Linked DNA regions of Mus musculus: region 1 is linked to region 2. Evidence: chromatin contacts called from public HiChIP or PLAC-seq data. All regions are on one chromosome and are shown on one strand. Each heading gives the region's core, a stretch centred on a gene start, on an enhancer-like site or on the middle of the called end of the contact. The rest is flanking DNA. Distances are from core to core; before and after follow the strand shown.

What was found. HiChIP or PLAC-seq counts read pairs in DNA pulled down with a chosen protein or histone mark.
Region 1: an HNF4G HiChIP or PLAC-seq map of pancreatic cancer cells shows a contact between it and region 2. The contact joins two enhancer-like sites. A contact is called at or near these places in 1 of 15 datasets of contacts at CTCF or cohesin (large pre-B cells), 2 of 484 Hi-C or Micro-C datasets (bone marrow-derived macrophages and urothelial organoids) and 1 of 115 datasets of contacts at active chromatin or transcription factors (pancreatic cancer cells).

Annotation. Positions count from the first base shown.
Region 1 is chr1:43,767,036-43,770,276 of GRCm38.p6, reverse strand. All of the region lies in intron 9 of Uxs1 (UDP-glucuronate decarboxylase 1), which reads left to right. Among named protein-coding and RNA genes, the nearest start is that of Ecrg4, 38 kb to the right of the region's middle. Within about 2 kb of position 1,421, at least 67 of the 459 cell types and tissues checked have an H3K27ac peak or open chromatin away from gene starts, as enhancers often do. A contact at or near this core is called in pancreatic cancer cells, where this site is marked.
Region 2 is chr1:43,304,105-43,307,163 of GRCm38.p6, reverse strand. All of the region lies in intron 1 of LOC115487086 (a long non-coding RNA gene), which reads left to right. Among named protein-coding and RNA genes, the nearest start is that of Gm29040, 45 kb to the right of the region's middle. Within about 2 kb of position 1,278, at least 47 of the 459 cell types and tissues checked have an H3K27ac peak or open chromatin away from gene starts, as enhancers often do. A contact at or near this core is called in pancreatic cancer cells, where this site is marked.

The DNA.
Region 1 (3,241 bases), core at 172-2,671, 460 kb before region 2:
TCCTAATCCATTGGGCACTTACTCTGAGCGTGTAAGGTAACCCCTGTAGAGAAGGGAACCCATAGCCTGATTACCAAGCCCCCTGCCCTGCTGGGCACCATGGTGTCCTGCCTGTCAGGATATGCTGCTGGCTAGAGGTGACATAGTACATGGGGTTACCTTGCATGCTTAGGGTAAGTACCCAAAGGCTCGGGAGCTGGGGCTAGAGTGACAGCAGCATGCCTCAGCTTTGCTGAGGCTGGGTTTCCTTAGTCTTCCCTCCTTCCACCTAGCATGCTTGAGGTAAGGAGAGTGGGCTCCAAACTTGCTCCCAGGTTCCTGGCTCCTAAGTGGAGCTTGAGATACCTATATACAACATGCTCTGCCCTGCTGTCTTGACAGGCTGCTGTGGATAAGTGTCGTAGTTAGGGTTTTGCTGCTGTGAAGAGACACCATAACTGAGGCACTCTTACTAGGACAACATTTAACTAGAGCTGGCTTACAGGTTCAGAGGTTCAGTCCATTATCACCCAGGCAGGAGCATGGCAGTGTCCAGGCAAGCATGGTGCAGGAGAAGCTGAGAGTTCTACATCTTCATCTGAAGGCTACTAGGAGAAGACTGGCTCCCATGTGTTTAGGAGGAGGGTCTCATTGCTCACCCCCACAGTGACACAGTTCTTCCAACAAGGCCACACCTCCTATTGTGCCACTCCCTGAACCAAGCCATAATCAAATCACTGCAATAAGGAAGTATCCAGTGAGGTGGCATAGCTCTGAAGCCGAGGGCATCAAGTCTAGCAGTAAGCACAGTTTTTGACAATGCCCAGAGCAGCAGCCCATGCATTGTTTACTCTAGGTATCAGTTGTTCCTTAGCCAGAGCTTAGTACCAAGTTGCTACATGGTAGCATCAATTTTGAGTTCTAAATATAAAGCCTTTTCAGGTAGTTTTAGAGAAAAGTATTTTAGTTGTTAGGATTTATGCTTTTAGAAAATCCTGAGTCATGTTTATATTAGCAGAGTATTGATTTGGTTATTTTAGTCACTACAGATTTTTACATACAAGAATGCATCCTTTTTGTTAATGATTATCTTTTTTCAGGGCTGTACATGGAGTGTAAATAAATAAATCTAATGTAAGGAATGAAAATGTAAACAAGATAAATAGAAGTCTGCATTGCCTTTTTATTAAATAAAATGTTGCCTTTTAACAATTCTCTTTCAAGATTCTCATAATTAGTGAAATACCCAGATATATTCAACATAAAGTTTTATTTCATTGCACATCTTTTAATGGGGATCGAAGGGCAAAACAGAGCACCCTTCATGAATAGTTTGGATCTGTCAGAGAGGAAGTAGGTTGGTGCTTCTGTGTGCCTGTGGGCACGGAGTCTTTGTAATGTGGGGGTTTGCCCTGGGGCTGTTAGTCAGGGCTTAGGGCACGTTTGTACTCCTAGCCTTCTGTGAGTATACCTCTGAAGTCATGGCCCACCCACTTTCTGAACTGAGTCTGCATAACAGGCTACCATTCATAAAACCGCAGACCAACAGAGCAGAAAGAGAACTTAGAAGTTACCTGGGGCAGTAGCCTTGAGGGCATATTTACTTTTTGGCATTAGCATACTTTAAAAAAGAAGAGTTGCTATGTATATGACACTAGAGGGCTTGATGTGTTTGCTGGCCCTGGCCTTGTTCCCAGGGTGTCTGCTGCCCACATCCTGCTACCCCACATAGGCATCTGCAGTGTGGTATTCCCTCCCTACTAGCTTTGCAGTGCTGTCAGCATATCCAGACACATAGCAACCGTAAGAAGTTTACTTATTAATGCAGTAGTCCCTGTTATTTTTGAGGGAGATACACTTCTACACCCCAGGGGATGTCTGACTGAAAAGTGCAGGAATCTATATATGTTATGCTTTTTCTGAACATGTATAACTATGTTAAAATTTAATTTATAAGTTAGGCATAGTAAAAGATTATTTGCAGTTACAAACAGACCAATTGTAGCAATATGCTGTGGTAAAACTCATAGGCACAGGCTGCCTCCTATCTCCCAATGCTACACTCACTTCTGGCTGACTGTGGGTAACTGAAACCATGGCTAGTGGATCCACTTCACTAAAGCAGATGTGCTGAAGAGGATTGTCAGGGAGCTGCAGCACAGCTGCCTCACCCAGCCTTATGTGGCTTTTCTGCCACCCTCCAGAATGAACGTGAGCATCCCTCAGCCTAGTGAATTGCACTCCTCAGTGCAAGACCTCGGTGTGTGAGAAGCATCAGAGAATGAGATGACTCAACCTCCTTTCCCCATTGATTCACACATTTTCAGGGTACAAGAAGACTTGGACATATGGCAGAGTAGGGCTACCATTTATGGGAGCACTGTATATAGTTTTCAGGTCAGTATAACTCAGGCTTCTCCTGCAGGACAGGCGATCTTTGTGTAATGGAGAGTGACACTTTTCTGCGTAGACCCGTTCCTCTGTCCTTTGAGGACTTCCTGTCATTGAGCAGTGATCAAAGCACAGCATCTATGACTTAATAGGACACTGTTCAAGGCATAGCTTATGTTTAAGAGCAGTCTTAATGGAGAGCCCATTTTACTCTCTACCTCAGGACTTGACCATTATAAAAGAAGCAATGGGATATCCGATGGCACCTTACCCTTGTGGGTGGTACACTAGTCCCAACCATTGTTCTCCCTCAAGCCTGTGATTAATCTTCCCCAGAGTGCTGTGGGATTCCACCATATCGTCCTGTCGTTCTGGTGGGGAACAGATACTGAGAAACATTGTACATGATCACTGTTGTTTAGATTGAAAATAATTTTTTAAACAATATATTCTGATCATAGTTTCTCCTCCTCCAAATCTTCCCAGCTCTTCCCTATTTATTCAGCTCGATGCCTTCTTTTTCTCATTAGAAAACATAACAAAACAAAACAGCCAGGTTTTTAAAAACGAAAAATAACAAAGTGAAAGCACAAGAAACACATATCCACACATGTACACACACATATCCACACACGTACACACACATATCCACACATACATATATACACACTCATACACACATGTACACACACAAATACATGCACACTACATACATACATACATACATACATACATACATACACACACACACACACAGAGAAAAAAACATCAACACAAAATTGAAAACCATAATGCACAAGCAAAAGACTAGTAAGCACCCCCCCAAATGCCTAGACAAAGCAATATGAAACAAAAGTCTACAAAAATTCCA
Region 2 (3,059 bases), core at 29-2,528:
AAACATGTGCATTGTATAAAGGGGATTAACCCCCATCAAAGTGTCCTCTGCCTTAGATGAAAGACAATACTAATTTGTTTCCTAATTGGATTTCTGCTAGAAATTCCTTTGAGTGTCCCAACCTTAGCTGTTTAGGGTAGCCCACTTGAGGCAGAACCCAGACTTTAGCATTTGTTTGAAAACTGCCATACTGATTCTGCCTCTCCTTTACCTAACCTCAAAGCTACGCGATTGCCTATTTCTGCATGGTCTTAAGCAGGAGCCTTCAAGTGATTCCATGGCTTCCAATATCAGAACCGGTCAGAATATCACCTCTCACCTAACTGTTTCTAGTAAATACCTTATTCCTCTAGAAATTGCGTTCTCCTGGGAATAAGCTGTATTCTAGCCATTCTTTATGGCAGCCACATTCCAGGACACTATTTGGCTGATGGCACCCTGAATACTGTTTTGAAAGTCGACCTTCCGGGGCTTAGAGGGGAATTTTCCCCAAAGCTTCTTGCCTCGAGTTCTAACTAGGTCACATTCACTGCAGGCAGGGGTGTTGTTCCCATGGGGATGTTGTAAGATAAGCTTGGATTTCCACCTGTGCTTTGAGATGGATGAGGAGAGGCTCTCTAAAATTTCAGGGTAATATGAGGCTTCCTCGGAAACAGGTGCAGTACACTTAGTCCACAGGAAAAAAAATGTGAGAGCCTATGATTGGCCATTCTGTGTTTCGTGAAGGGATCAGTAACCTACTTTTGCTCAGGTCTTGGAATGAAGTGTGTGTGTGTGTGTGTGTGTGTGTGTGTGTGTGTGTGAGAGAGAGAGAGAGAGAGAGAGAGAGAGAGAGAGAGAGAGAGAGAGAGAGAGAGAGAAGAGAGAAAGAAACAGAGAGAGCCAGAGCCAGAGAGAGTCAGAGAAAGGTGAGAACAAAGCCTCATTGTGAGGGAAAGCATTACCTCAGAGCTCAGAGGGAAACGAGACCACACCTGGAGCACTTTGCCCTCCTTCAGGAAGCAGCATTACAAAATGACAACTGGAAAGACGCCAGGAGACCTGAAACGTCCAGAAATGCAGAAAACGAGGAGAACATGACTGCCTTTCTTCTGTTAATCAGTGACTGCTGAGAGAGCAAAACCCTCCAGGTTCCCACATTGCCGAGAACTCAAAGGCAAGAGAGATCCCAATCTTGGGGTGGAACTCTTTCTAGTATTCAGTGGTAGGGTAACACACCGCTGCACCTTGTTTCTTTACACACCTCTTTATTGCAGTGGCTTTAGTGAACGTTGCAGACAGTGCATCTTTTACCAGTTGAGGGTTTGAGGAAACCCTGCAGGAGCAAACCTGACTCATTATTTTACACGTGCTACTCTGTCCCATAATGGCCTCTTGTCATGTCTTCTCTACACTCAGTAGGCTGTAGGTGATGGAAATATTACTTCTATTTCCTGGCATTGCTAGAACTGAATTCTGCCCCTAGCCCCTTGCAAATATAACTTTTCCATACACCAGGAAACTAACAGTATCCTGAGACTTCACTGCCATGTTTGTGTCTTGGTCTGCACCCAAGTTGGCACCAGCTTAATGGTGGGCCTGTGTAGGCAGCTCGAAATTTTCCAGCCACTGTGTGTGCTGAGGTGGAGCTCAGTGTTGCTTCATCAGAAATATTGATTAATTTCCAGGGCTCCTGCTGTGTAAACATGGCATCACCAAGCTAGATAAACAGGCTGTAAGCAAGAAAGTACTCCTTCTCCTTCTATCAACAAAAACCTTTAATTGAAAAACAAAGCAAACAGGGCTAGAGAGATGGCTCAGCAGTTAAGAGCACTTGCTGTTCTTGTAGACGATCTGGGCCAAGCTCCCAGCTTCAAGTGACACAGCCACCTATGACTGTAGATCCAGGGAGCTAACCTCTTCTTGTCTCTACACACACACACACACAGACACACACACAGAGAGAGAGAGAGAGAGAGAGAGAGAGAGAGAGAGAGAGAGAGAGAGAGAGAGAGAGAGTGAGAGAGAGAGAAACACAAAGCAGACCTAATACAGAGTGGGTGTCCTGCTCAGTCACTTGGAGATAGAACAAAGATGATGAAGAGAAGTTGGCCTCCTGAGTTCTTTTTTCTTTTTCTGAAATTCAGAAACAGTTACAAACAGGATCTTGGACTTAGGGCCAGCAAAGGATGCCCGTGTGAAATACACTAATCTATGTATTGAGGGGAAATAAAAGGGTAATGTGTCAATGAAATGGTGTTCCCTGAACTAGGCTGAGCCCTGTGGTTCTGTTAGCGTTTCCAGGGCTGCTGTGACAAATTACCATCAAGTAGTAATTATGGTTTCAATGTGAGATCTCCCACATAGGCTCGGGTGTTTGAATATTTGGTCTCCAGCTGGTGGCACTGTTTTGGGAGGCTGTGGAGCCTTCCATTCTGTAGCCTAGGCAGCAGAATTGAGTCATTGACAGTGAGCTTTGTGTTGATATCTGATTCCAGTTTTAGCCCCAGATCTTGCTTCTGATCTGCCAAGGAGGGAGCAAGCTGTACTACAAGCCCCCACTGCCATGGACAGGCCCTGCTCTTGCCACTAGGCTCTCCCACCATTAGAGCCTTGATGTCACTTGAAACCATGAGCTGGAATAACAAACTTAGCCTGCTGAAGCCACTGCTGCCTGGAATTTTGTCACAACCTTGAGAAAAGTAATAAACACAGTGGCTTAAGATAACACAAATGTGCCTGTGTGTCTGTGGGTTAGAAGTTCCACAGAGGTATCATGGGGCTAAAGCCAAGGTCCAGGTAAAAGTGTGTCCCTTTCAGAGGAGAGAGAAGAATCTGTTGTCTATTTTTCCTGGGGACTGCCCATGGTCCTTGGCTTATGGATCTTCCTCCTCTTCAAAACCAGCAATGTTGGGTAGTATCCTGACATTGTCTCACTCTGACTCACTCCCAGTTTCCCTTTTCTACTCCCCCCCCCCCCCGAGACAGGGTTTCTCTGTGTAGCCTTGGCTGTCCTGGAACTCACTTTGTAGACCAGGCTGGCCGCAAACTCAGAATTCCACTGACTCTGCCTCCCAAGT